Linked DNA regions of Sus scrofa: region 2 is linked to region 1. The links are chromatin contacts, called in public Hi-C maps. All regions are on one chromosome and are shown on one strand. The core of a region is the stretch at or near the end of the contact, and the rest is flanking DNA. Distances in the headings are between cores, read along the strand shown. Region 1 overlaps TCF4 (transcription factor 4). Region 2 holds the start of TCF4 (transcription factor 4).

Region 1 (6,293 bases), core at 3,400-5,899:
ACCAGTGATTGAAAAATAATGTGGATAGGTTAAAATTAACATGATGCAGCTTAAAGAGGATTAAGAAGGTCCTCCATTCAAGAAAACAGAGCCAGGGGATTGAAGTCAAGGGCCTATTGTCTATACCAGCTTGGGAGGCTTGGTGAGTCCACTAAATGTATGTGGGGCCTCACTTTCTCCATGTATTGAAACATGATCTCCCTGGCCTTTAACATTATAGATGTTTACGATCCTCCAATCAAGTTGGGGAAACCTGAGCTGATAAGAGTTACATGCAAAACAAACAAAACCTGACCCAACCCAAACACATACTGGTGATCAATGACCATGACCTTGTTGTGAGTCAGAAATGAAGTCAAAAAGCTGATCTTTGATTGTGAGAATAGAAATATTATATGATTGTTATCAAAGGCATGGTTGGAGCCAGGCATCTGGAAAGATGAGATGACTTCTGTTTCTGGGTGTCATGCTGACAAATTAGAAACTTTTGAATGGGGGTGGGGTGGGGGAATAGGAATGATAAGCCGCCTGGAAAGCATGTCATAGCAGGAAGATTTCACGGCATCAAGGCTTTAAATAGTTCCTGGGTGATCACGTCAAAAAGAGAGGTGTGGGAGATGTCTTGCCTCGGGAAGGTAGGAGAGAAAGAGAACTCTTCGAGGGGAACAGTCTGAATGAACACAAGTGAAAAGCTTTGGGGGGGGTTTGAGAGATATAAAAGAAGAAGTAAACTTCATTCAAAAAAACAGAGTCTCCATCTCAAGAAACAACATGGAGGATGCGAATTAACCTAAATTCAGTCCTTAACTGAACTCAAGGACTATCCAGGTTAGCTTCTACGTTAAAATCCCATGAATCTGAAATGGGCACAGAATAGAGATGATAATCACAACCTTTCAAAGGTGGAGGAACACAGGGGAGGTTATCTACTCAATTTAATGTACACATAATGAATATTGGCTTAAAATGCACAGCTCCGAGTCTTCCCCTGGAGAACCTCTGGGTAACTTCCACATTGCAATAAGAATCCACTAGGACAGAGAAGCCCCAGTCAGTCAGAAATGGAGCGGTGTTCTTGGGTTGTAGCACAAGCTAAGTAAGCCAAGAACACTTGTAAGGGAAGGAGGGAAGAAGCCAGCAAGGAAAGATGCTGGAAGACTTGGCTCATCTTCCCGCAGGTTAAACTCCCTTCCAGATGGGACTGTCTGCCTAGGAGGTGTGGGGATGAACACTGAACTGAACCCACTGGAAAGTGCTCCCTTTCTCTGCCATCTGATTCTCCTCACTTCCCCTGCCAGTCTCCCTCTCTCTCTCCCACCCATGACCTCTGCTGATGCCAAGGAAATCAAGGTTACTATCAATTCATGTCCACGTTCCATGTCACAAATAGGCTGTAATGAGGGAAAAGAGAACAGAGTCGAGTTTCTGCCGGTCCTGTCCTGAAGTTAACAATTTGGGTAAGGTTTTTACACAGTGAACATGTGCCATGCCTTTTCCAAAGTGGGCCTCGAAATGGGAACTTGTTTTCCAAAGGTATTCAGGCCAATAGCCAATCAGAATTGATTCTCCACTTATAACTAAGGTGGTGAAGTGAACAAAACTGCCTAGAAAAGGAAAGCATTGCTTTACACCACAGTTTTGGAGGCCTGAAGTAAATGTCCAATTTACACCACAGTTTTGGAGGCCTAAAGTAAATGTCCAAAGAGTGACCTTTTAAAAGAAGAAGATTCTTAACAGTGAGTTAAAATGCTGTACTGAAACTTCAAAAGAATCCATTGATATGCACGTGTTATGGTCACTAGTTAAGTTACCAACAGCTGAGTGAACTAACAAAGAAGTTGCTAAGGATGTAAAATGCCCTCCTTGGGATGTCTTACTACCGTGGCCAGGAGTCAGGAAACTCTAGTAATGGTGAAAAGGTGTAAGCTTGATGCTTCCAGACTTTTTGAAACTGTGGTTGAATTTATAACAAAATTTATCTCAGAAATTATAACAGCACTATAAAGGCACATCAAAGTCCAATAAAGGAATTAAATGAAAAGGTGGCATCTTCTTAACTCCTACAGGACAGCAGGTTCAACCTTGAGAATGACAGCCTTTAAAAGGGAGGTATCGTCTTAGTACAATTCATTTAGTTTGCAAATAAAAACAATCCAAGGGAACTAAGGCAAAGAACATGGGTATCATGATATATATATAAAAAAATCTGATTATCAGATTAAAGTCCAAGGAGACAGATTCTAATGTAAAGATATTGGGGACTTAGGAAAACCAATCAGAAACTATTTTCCTGCATTGTTGCATTTTCTGTAGAATGGAGTAGCCAGGAGGGGAAAAAAAAAAAAAAAAAAAGGAGCAATTTAGATATTGCTCTTCTATATCTAAACATGTTTAGGATAAAGCTGGAAAATCAGTACTTTTCTACTTCTGAGGTAAGAAAAAAGTTACAGTTGCATGTACATCAATTGAGCTTTCATCTTGGCTAAGATTTCTTTTAAGAAATATTTTCAGAAGAACATTTCTGACCAAATTTGTAGAATTAAGCATAGTTTTACAAATCGACTGCTTGCATTTGAATCAATTACAAATTGTTTTTGCCGTGTGTCATTATCAGCCCTGGGTCCAAATTCATAAATGCAAAGACAGTTTCAGCTTTCCTAGAGTATAGGCATCTCAAACGATGCTCGGTCTCTAGAGTAAGCCTTTCGTTTTTCTTTTCAGCTGCAGATTTACCTGCCAGGAAAAAACAGAATAGTTTCTTCCCGTTCTGTTCACTTCATCAAAGTCCAATAAAGGAATTAAATGAAGCGACAGTATTATATACTGTTACCTAGATCTTGACCTAGTAATGGATTTGATATCCTTCTTGTCGTCATCTAATTTCTTGTCCTCGGAAGATTTCGTGTCTTGCAGGTTTTCGTCACCCTCGTCGTCGGACTTGATCTCAGAGCTGCCGGAGGAGACACTCTGGCCCTGCAATCCTGGCGGCATGCCTGCAGGAAAAAAAAAAAAAAAGAGAGAGAGAGAGAGACCAGGTGACACGGCCACCAAAGCCTTGATGCACAGACACGCACACCCCAGGCTGGAGAGCTGCCAGCTCCACAGTGCAGACTGCCGAACTGCGATCTGTCACTTTTTTCATGCTCTTTGGTGAAGTTTCAAAAATGCACCTGCGGAAACAAGTTTTCCCTGCATTGGCTCTGAGGTTAAATTCTATTTTGCAATCTTTTGGAGTAGATGGTAATTTCACTGTCTACAAAACATCAACTTAATTGCAATGAAAATCATAATCATGAAAATCACACACCTCAATGTTCTGATTAAGAACCCAAGTAAATATCAGCTATTATATTGAGTTTCTTCCATATGCAATGATTTAATAGAAAAATGTCCTTAAAATATAATTCCCAGGGAGTACGCTAAATATGTACAGTCAAGGCTTCAATAGATACCCTAATGAAATTCCGAAATTAGGCTTCTCTTATCCTCCAGGAGTAATCAGCATTTAAAAATGGTACATATGGAAAGCAGTTACTTGCTCACTGAAGACTTTACTAGCTTTATCACTGTTAACTTTCTAAGAGCAAAATGTATTTTCTACTCTGGCCCTAATGTAATCATTCATTTCTGGGGCAGATATGTGTCTATTTGCTATTTCTTCTATTTGTAATCTGTGAAGTCTAGGATCTTGTCACTCAAAATCTGGTCAGTGGGCCAGGAGCATTCTTATTTCCTGGGAGTTCCTTATGCTCCTGGGAGCCTAAGAGAAATGCAGAACCCCAGGCCAACTGAATCAAAATTGGCATTTTACCAAGATCCTCAGGTTGTGCTCATATGGTTGCTGGTCGAGGACAGAGAAAGAAAACCCAAAGGCTCTTTAAAAGAAAGGACCATCACAGTATTGCTAGTCAGATAAAAATGGGCAGGCATACCACATACATAATTACCACTCAGATGCATACAATGTCTAAGAGGTGGGAAAATGCTTACCCGTATTGATTCTTGCGGCAATGTTATCATTTTTATTCTCAACAGGAGGGGGAGGAGAGGTTATGTAAGTGTCCCCTAGTCACCTAGCCGGCCAGTCAATGGGGAGTCTGGGACCCAGGTCTTGCCCTGGCAGCACCACCTCCAGAGGTCACAGAAAGTTGACGGGAGTCAGTGGTAGGAGGTGGTCCTGCCACAAGTCCTAGGGGCTTGATGACTCAAGAGCAAAAATCATCCAACCAAGTTCCATGTTTTAAATGTACCTGCATTTCCGTCCATCTTACACAACAAAAGCCATTTCCTTCCTTCCTATCCATTTGGAAATATCATGTGCAGGCTGCAACTAACCACATTAGAGGTCCTGAACGAGCACAATGTGGAAATAGCTAAAATAAAATTTCCTCTCATCAGTCTGTTGTCTCATTCCCTGCTGAAATAGTCGTAGGACTTCAGAGGATGCTGGAGGAAAACAGTGACCGAAGAAACACAATTAGCCAGCTCCGTTTGCCCATTTACTTACCATTTTTTGGATCAAAATGGATTCTTGGTTTTCTGCCAGTGCTTCCTGAGGGATGAATGCCAAGTAAGCATGGGATTAACACTGGATCCATTGTTTCAGTGAGGTCAGAAGTGGCCCTCCGGGGCGGACCTACCTCTGTAAGGGTCCTGGGGTGGGTTCAAATCAGGGGAAGTTGCAGACTGGACAGGAAGCTGTGGTACTGGAACCTGGTTTGGGACAAGAGAATGGCTGCCCCTCAGGGCCACGCCGTCTTCACGATGGGCCCCAACCTGCAAGGGGGAGAGGAACTGTAGAGATGAGTGGGAACCAGAGGTGTGCCAGCTATTTATTTCCGGGGGCAGCCAGGACCCACTTAAGGAAGGCTAGCCTTTGAAAAACAATACTCCCAAATGCATCTCACTAGAGGGCGCTGAAGGACCACATATGCACCTAGAGTCCCCAGCAAAAAACACTTTGAGCTCCGTAAGATGCCGTGCTGTACATTCAGTGACAAATATGGCAGAGTAGCTCAGGCAGGTAAAACGTCAAATTGTCTCCCAGGGTGCTGCAGTGGAGCGCACTGATTCGTACCCATCTGTCTTCTATCATGTCCGCCAACAGATCTGACAATTATCTTAATGCCCATATGCTTAATTGTGGGCTTCTCAATTCCCCCATTGCTATCGGAAATCCTACAGGAATTTCAATTTGGCATTCGACTTTCATTTCAGGGGATAAGATTCTCAGGCCTGCCATTTTTTTTTTTCCATAATGCCAGCTAAGCCTCTGACAGCGGAAGCTACAGCAGTATGGGACATAGCCCCTGCTCGGTACAAATATAATAAAATGTCACCTGGCTTTCCAAAACTGGCAGCCCATTCCAAATTAATGTTTACTGTATTTCATCAGCTGCTGAGTTCCAAATCCAAAGGGGGACCGTTTCTGCCAATGCCACCATACCGGAAAATGTACCAATAAAGGTTTTATTAAACACACCAGTAATGCCATCATTGCCATGCAAAGATGTTTGGACATTTTTCCATTTTTTTCTTCCTTCACTATTCTGATCCTAGGAAGACGCCATATTGTGAACACTCTCCAGGCTTCCAAGAATAAAATTATAGAGTAGAGCATGATGCCTTGGTCTGCAAAAATTACCGCTGAGCTTTTTATTAACTACTACTACCACCTACACTCTGGGGTCCAGAGATGTTGAATTTGTAGCACTGAGACAGCAATTGCTGACTTTACAGAGTACCCCTTCAAGTAAGACCATTAAGCACTTGCAAACCAGAAGGAACATGAGTAGTGTTTTTGCTGGCATTTCCAAGTAGGTATTTATTTTCTTGGCCTATTGTTAAGTGAACATTTACACAGGACAGTGAGGTCTAGCATTAGAAATATCTATCTATAAATTTATACTGCTATGAATCAAAAAGTATAATTTTTTCCAATCTAAAACATAAAACCACAAAGCAGAATCTTCACCCATTTGCTACCCAACATTTTTAAAGAGATAAGAATCTCCTTTTAAATAGTAGGAATTTGAACTGATAACAATGCAACTCATAGAACCAAAGGAAGCCCGTGCTACCTCAAGGCAGCCTAGTATAAAGCGTCACCTTCATATGCTCCAAAATAGTACAGAAGAAAATAATTCGGGGGGAGAGGGAAGGGTCATATACATCATGCTCAGATTCAAAAATGCAACAAGAACAAAACTATTATAGATAGAATAGATAAACGACAAGGTCCTAGTGGATAGCACAGGGTATCTTCAACATTCTGTGATAAACCGTAATGGAAA
Region 2 (6,874 bases), core at 2,458-4,957, 350 kb after region 1:
CAACAGCAGCAGCAGTAGCAGCAGCGGCAGCAGCAACGTGAGAGAGCCCCCACTTAGAAGGCGGTTTGGATTTTATTTGTGTGCTTTGTGGATTCTTTTCATTTTGCTTTGCAAATGCATCTTACACCAAACTCATCTGGCATTAAAAACGAATTCATTCCCCTAACATGTCTGGGACTTGGTTTGGGGAAGGGAAGCAAAGAGATGGAGAAGGACCAAGTTCAGCCGTAAAACTCCACAAGTGTGTAAGTTCTGCTTTGTACTGACTTCACGACTGTGAAATTTACAGCCTAAAGGGTTCTAAAGAATGTATGCTCAATATATACACACAGTTCCTCAGAATCCCAGGAAAAGATGCAAGTAGGAGGACTACAGGTCCTACTAATCCAAAGCATCATCAGTTTAAAACTTTAAGACACAACTGGGGTCTCCTATTTTCTCTTTTCCATTTTCAGAAAATAAATCAATCAAATGCGTAGTGCACAAAGTATCAATAATCTCTGTATTCAGATAAGGCCAAGTTGAGAGGTGGTTTATAGTTTTAGGGGTGTCTGGTTTTCCCTTTCCTTGGGGTGAGACTCCATTATTTGGGGGGGCTCAGTAGGTAGGGAATTCCAGGCAAGTAATTAGACTCCGAAAAAAAGCCTAATTCGTCCAACACACCCAAAAATTGTAGTTAAAAACTTTATCAAAAAGACCTTCATGTTTACCAAGGATTCAGCCAATTAAAAATTATCCCTGTCCTTTAGATTACTACTGGTTTCTAGCTCAAGTGTTTGGGTTTTTTGGTTTTGTTTTGTTTTGTTTCACAGCTGTTGTTAGTTTCCACCGTTCTTTCTTACCGCACTGAAATCCAGTAAATCACTCAGCTCTTTGTCCGTCCCTAAGGCAGCCATTCGCTGTTGGTGATGCATTTTAGCAAAATCACACAAACCTAGAAACATGGAAATAACCGCAATCAGAAAATCCAGTCCCAATCCTTGGAGAAAACACAATCGGATTTTTGGAGACTGGGGGGTTTAGGAGTGGGGGTGTGGGGGCGGGTGGGATTAAGGTGGAAAGGGGGGAGGGATGGAAGAGGGTTTTTTTTTTTTTTGGTTTTTCTTTTTTTTTTAAGATGGAATAGGCAGCAATAGCAAAAAAAAAAAAAAAAAAAAAAAAGGCGATATTGATATTGTATTTCCAAAGAGACGATCAAAACTGGTAACATCCACTATAAAACCAAATCCGGGAAGGGGAAAAAAAAAGCCGCTCTTCAGCGCATCATTTTATGCAACAGGAGGTAGAGCGAGAAATGAATGGATCACAGAGAAAAGAGAAACTACTCAGAACGATCCGGTCTCAACTTTCCCCCCCACCCTCCACCCCACCCCCCTCACACACACTCGCACACGCACACACGCGCGCGCACACACACACACACACACCACTCCCCTCTGCGTTTCAAAGTAGCTATAAAGAAATTAAAGATGAGCGTCTCTGGAGTGAAAACACGTCCAAAGGGGGAGGGGTGACAGGGTCGGCGAAAGGGGGGGGAGCGGAGTGGAGGGTCGGGTCCTGTAATTGTCCAGCACCCTAATTTGTGAAAGAAAGGGTTGTAAAAATTAAAGTCAGGCCCCTGGCAAAGTCGTCGGTCCTTCCAAGTGTCATTACCGGGGAGGGGGGGCCAGGGGGGGTTAGACATGAGGGGGAGGGAAGAGGCGCGGGAGGGGAAGGGGTGTCTCCAGTGGGAGCGCCGGGAGCCGGGAGCGCCAGGAGCCGGGAGCCCGCGGCTCGGTAGGCGCGGAGCCGCGTGCGGGGCCGCCGAGCCCGAGCCCCGCGCAGCCCCGCGCACCGGCCCCGCCGAGCCCTGCCGGCGCCGGTACCTACCGCCCGCGCGCGAGAAGGGGCTCTCCGTGCACCGCCGGCGCCGAGGCGGCGTTCATGTCTAACCACTGCCTCCACCGCCACCACCTCCTCCGCCTGCGCCCGCGCCCGCTCCTGCTCCTTCCCCGCCGCCGCCGCCGCCGCCGCCACTACAGATCCGCAGACACACAGCCAAGATCCCTGACTCTTAACACCAACTCTCTTCTCCGGGGAGGGGAGGGGACGAGGGAAGGGGGGGAGGGGGAAACACGCCGAGGCGCACGGAATTGCAAGTTCAGCAAAGAAATGGGTGGGGGGGCTCCGGCGGGGAGACGCGGCTCGCTCGGGTCGGAGTGGATGGGATGCACCCCCACCCCCCCGAGGGGAAAAAAAAAAATCTCAACACCTCCCCCGCCTCGCAAAAGAAAAAAAAAAAAAAAATACAAACGAAATTTCATCGAGCACCTCATTTTCCCTCAGATCGTCAGTTACAATCTGAAGCCTGAACAGTTCAGTTTTTGCCCGTTTCATCCATCGGAGGCACTTTGAAATTTATTCGAGTTTACATCCCCTCACTTCTTTCTTTCTCTGACTCTCGTTCCCTCTCACTCACACATCCACACACACGGCAAAGCAAGTTTATACTAGGCTGCAAATACACGTGATGCAAAAAGACTTTGCCAAGAGGAACAATATTTTTCTTTTTCTAGATATAAACCAAGCCACATTTTGCTGGGGAGATTTTCATGTCGGTACTTCTGCGTTGGGGGCGAAACCTAAATTACATACTTTCTTTCCCCTCCCTGTAAAGTCACAGAATAGTATAACTGCTAACTTCGCCAAAAAATAAATAAATAAATAAAAGACAATTTTTGAGGGTTGGTGTTGTTTTGTTTTTACACTTGAGTTCCTAGGCACGCTAAGCCCTCGTTCGCCAGCACTTTAAGTTTTTAATTCAACATTTACCATTACAGGCCCTGCATGCTCTTAAAACATACTTTTTTTCACATCACTTTTTAGGATTAAAATTAAGCTGCACAAATCTATCGTTTCATAATAACAAACGTGCTTTATCAAGTATATCCAACATACGCTATTTTAACATGGGTTAAAACACACACTTTATAAACCCTGTTATTGCTAGAGGTGCGAGTACATACACAGAATGCATGCACACACTTTTTCTCATTGGCAATTATTTAATAGGTCGTTCCTTTTGTTTTAATTAAACACTGGGATCTACATTTTAAAAATTAAATTCAATTACAAACAGTTTACTCTGACAGCAAATTGTAACGTTACCTTAAATGGCCACAAATATTCTCACAATATTCCAAGGAAAGTGACTTTAAAAAGAGAGACAAAAATCTTCTGCAAGTACTTAGTATCTCACATGTGTATCCCCCAAAAAAGTATTTTAACTGGTACTCAGTTCTGCTCCAGGGATATCCACAAAATACAAGATTATGCACCTGGCTCTGGTTTTTGCATTTTCCACCATAAAACTGCAACAAAATTCCCTCCCCCCAAAAAGAAATCATTAAAAAAAAAAATCCGACAACTTTTTCTTATTGTTTATAAAAAATAGCAATACAGGATAGTTATGATTTTTCCTCAAACAAGTCTTGGTGGTGCTTTTTTTTCTTCTCCTCTTATAAAGTCTTAAACTTGTTCCAAGTTTAGAGGTGTCTCATCATCATCATCCTCCTCCTCCTCATCATCATCACCATTGACTCCCCTGTGGAGTCACATTGATAATAATAGGTTTCCCTGAAAGATACATTGTAATCCATTCACATCCGGGCACTGCGGGCTTATAAAGAGAAGGCGCTGCGGCCGCGGCTGCTCCTCCAGACAATGACTGGGGAGGGGCGGGGCGGGAGCGGGCGACCATAGAGTAGTAAACAGAGCGCCTAGAGAGGCGATCAAGATGGCGGCGCGTGCGGGCCACGCCTCCTCCGGAACGGGAGGTGGGTGGCTGGATTCAGGCCGGCGTCGCGCGTGAGGGCTGAACTGCCAGGGCTCCCGAGGCTGGAGCCATTCGCGGGCCCTGTGCTCCTGCGCGTTGCTTAAAGTTCCCGGTGCTTTCCCTTCTCAGTTCTTTGACTCCAAAGTGTAGTTTGCAAATCAATTAAGTAATTAAACTCTTTAAGACTTGCACAGAGGAGTCAGATACCCTGAGGGAGGATCGGGAAAGGGAGGCCGAGAGAGGCCACATCGGCCTCCCCAACGGAAAGGTCGAGCCTGGATCTCCTGCAAAGTGAAGCTGGTGCTCTTAGCGAGGCGTGGGTGACGCAGAAAGAGGCCACTGAGCCAAGTTGTAGCGCCTGGGCTTCGAGAGCAATGTGGGTCCTCTCCTGCAGGGCCCTCACCCTTTTTTCTAGGCACCCCCGGAAAAGTGAGAACTTTTCAAGTCCAGAAGTCTACTGGGAGAAGATGTTCCTTTACTCCCTTTAAACTGAGACCAGTTTTACCGTGACCCACTCCTTACTCAACGTGTAGTTCTGGCCCAGAGTTCTACCTTCTCTAGCCAGTTTTCTGGTCTGTGCAATGCAAATAACAAACGCCCGCTTTATGAATTTCCTACGACTTAGAAGGATAAAGATAGAGCCGCCCCGAAAGAAATCTTCCCTTTCCATCTCTAATTCCTCGCTAAACCAACTGATATCTCTAATCTAGCCCATGGGATTTGAAATGGAGATTACTCCAAAATAATAGCTTTTAGTCCTCCCACTGGAGAAATGCAAGTAATGATGACAGGTTAGCACTTACATGTTTACTATGTGCCAGACACTGTTCTAAGAATTTCTCAAATATTAGCTGTTTCAATCCTGAGAGTGACTCTGTGGAGTTTGTGCTACTACTTGACCCAGGGCCATTTAGGAAGTGGTACAAACTTGCCTAAATTACACAACTTTATTAAGTGATAGCGCCCACCTTGGAAGGCAGGCTGTCTTCAATTAGAGTCAACATCCAGCCACATTCCTATACCATCTGGCAATGGGAACGTCCTAATCTCCATTTTCTGATGCAATGCAATTCTGTGCCAGTGACAAGAGTTCTGATCAATTTTCATGATCTTTTGTTCATATGCAAATTTTAGGGAACAAGAATTGGGGCATTTATAGGTTGTTTCCTGTCTCTTCACACACTGTGCAGATCTCTGTCTTTCCTACCCATTCCGTGTTCTTATCTTAAAATAAAATTTTACATTTAGACACTACTTTATGCTGCATTATCACAAGCACTATCTCTGATTCTCAGATTCTCTATCGGCTACACTGAGATGATGTAATCAAAATCACAAACGTTTGTTTAGGAGAAATATTCTACTGGCTCTACCTCTAATCAGCCCTGGGACCTAAGGCTTGATGTCAGTATCTTTTACTGTTAAATGCAGAGAACAGATTAGATAATCCCATAAGATTCCTTCTAGTTTCCAAATTTTAAGATTCCCCCTTCCCTTGAATTTCAAGAGGAATATATCCATCCAGAAATCAATGGGAGGAGCATCTAGGACCTAAATGCACCCCAGTTGCTGGCTACTGATTTTTTTTTAACTGCACCCTACAGTCAGAAAACCATGCAACTGTTCTTCCTATTTTTTAACTAAGGGACAGATTTGAATTTTTTTTTTTTTCCCTGAAACATCAGAAGAATAAGTATGCTTATGAAGACTGGTGGTACCTTAGAAGACGATAGAATCCAGAGGAACTTAAGATAGAAAGGGAAATGTAGCAGATATGTTTTGGGGTAGCTGCTCCATCACCTACAGAATCCTTTCCCTAGGAACCTGTTCATAAATCCCGATAATAACGGTAGAACTTGATGGGGGTATCGCATGACTCTTTTCTGACCCAGCCCCACCCACCTGAGTTGACTGGACCATCGGAACTAAAAGAGGAAGAGATTGGCAGTGTCTATAGTGAGTGATGGATCTAAGATGTTGGAGTCAGCTGACCCGGGCTGTGGTGCCAGGAAGCCAAGCCATGTGAGAGCCATGGTTATGGGGAAACAAAAAGTATGACTAAGCAGAGGAAACTTCTCTTCAGATGAGAAAGAAAGATTTTGGAAGTTTGGGGAGAAAAGCAGACAATTTAGTCCTGGGAAGAAATGCTTATTGATACTTTCCCAATTATTTGAGGATTAACTTACCTCCTGTCCAAAGATAACTGACCCCTGAACCACTCCCCTTTCCTAACTGAGCTAACCTGAGTACTTTTCTGATCCTTACAACCAAACACTTTAACTAGAAAACAGCAACAACGAAAAGAGCTTTGAATTTCAGCATTTCAGAACAGTCCTTATCATTCAAAAAAAAAGTAGTGACTACTCTTAAAGGGGTCAACAATTTGTTCCACTCCCTTGGGCCAGAGATTCTATCTAATTTACTGTGCCGTATAGTCAGGAGCGTATGTACATTGTCATTCCCCTTTTTTCACCCATTGTAACCTTGGGCAAGTTTCACATCTTGTCAGACATAAAAAAATTAACTTGTCCTCAATACATTATCTGACTGCTTAAAATCAAATGCAGTAGTGGAGATGAAAGTGCTCTGCAAATGACAAATTCCAATCCAATGTGAGGCATCACTATTGCATAAAGGGAGTTGATGCCTAAAGATAGTATTTCTTTCATAGGAGTGTGGAAGGAGTGGCAAGTATTGAAACCCAGTGAGTCATAGTAAAGAACAGACATTGAAGGGTGCCTGGACCAAACCCTTCATTTGAGTGAAAGATGTCAAGACTCAAGTGGAATGGCTCATCCTGGGTCACATTGCTAATGAGTTACAGAGCCTGGAGTAGCCCTCTAAGAACTGAGTGGCAGTCCAGAATGTCATGACATTCTCCTTCAAATTCATCCAGTTTTCTCCTCTCCAGGTTTATAATAAATAAGCAGACAAAACCACATACACACACAATCAGATCTTTGATGATCTAATGAAATTCATCTCAAAATTCAGCAAATAATTTTTGGGTGTCTTCCTATGTCAGCAGCTATTCTCTCAGGACCTGAGGCAAAAACAGAG

The links. Hi-C and Micro-C count contacts between places; a contact is called where the count stands out from the background.
Region 2: a contact with region 1 is called in a Hi-C map of fetal skeletal muscle, with 4 times the contacts expected there. The contact joins the promoter of TCF4 here to the enhancer-like site in region 1. A contact is called at or near these places in 3 of 5 promoter capture datasets (fetal liver, fetal skeletal muscle and liver), 12 of 47 Hi-C or Micro-C datasets (alveolar macrophages, brain, embryonic fibroblasts and 7 more) and 1 of 2 datasets of contacts at active chromatin or transcription factors (skeletal muscle).

What each region holds. Positions count from the first base shown.
Region 1 is chr1:104,721,797-104,728,089 of Sscrofa11.1, forward strand. It overlaps TCF4 (transcription factor 4), which reads right to left. Exons shown (of 20, transcript XM_021093491.1): 16 at 4,641-4,776; 17 at 2,831-2,993. Among named protein-coding and RNA genes, the nearest start is that of CCDC68, 250 kb to the left of the region's middle. Within about 2 kb of position 4,650, at least 20 of the 83 cell types and tissues checked have an H3K27ac peak or open chromatin away from gene starts, as enhancers often do. A contact at or near this core is called in brain, fetal skeletal muscle, skeletal muscle and 1 more, where this site is marked.
Region 2 is chr1:105,076,212-105,083,085 of Sscrofa11.1, forward strand. TCF4 (transcription factor 4) reads right to left here and starts at 3,708. Exons shown (of 20, transcript XM_021093491.1): 1 at 3,148-3,708; 2 at 843-934. The coding sequence starts at 914. It overlaps LOC110256984 (a long non-coding RNA gene), which reads right to left. Exons shown (of 3, transcript XR_002339086.1): 3 at 6,776-6,857.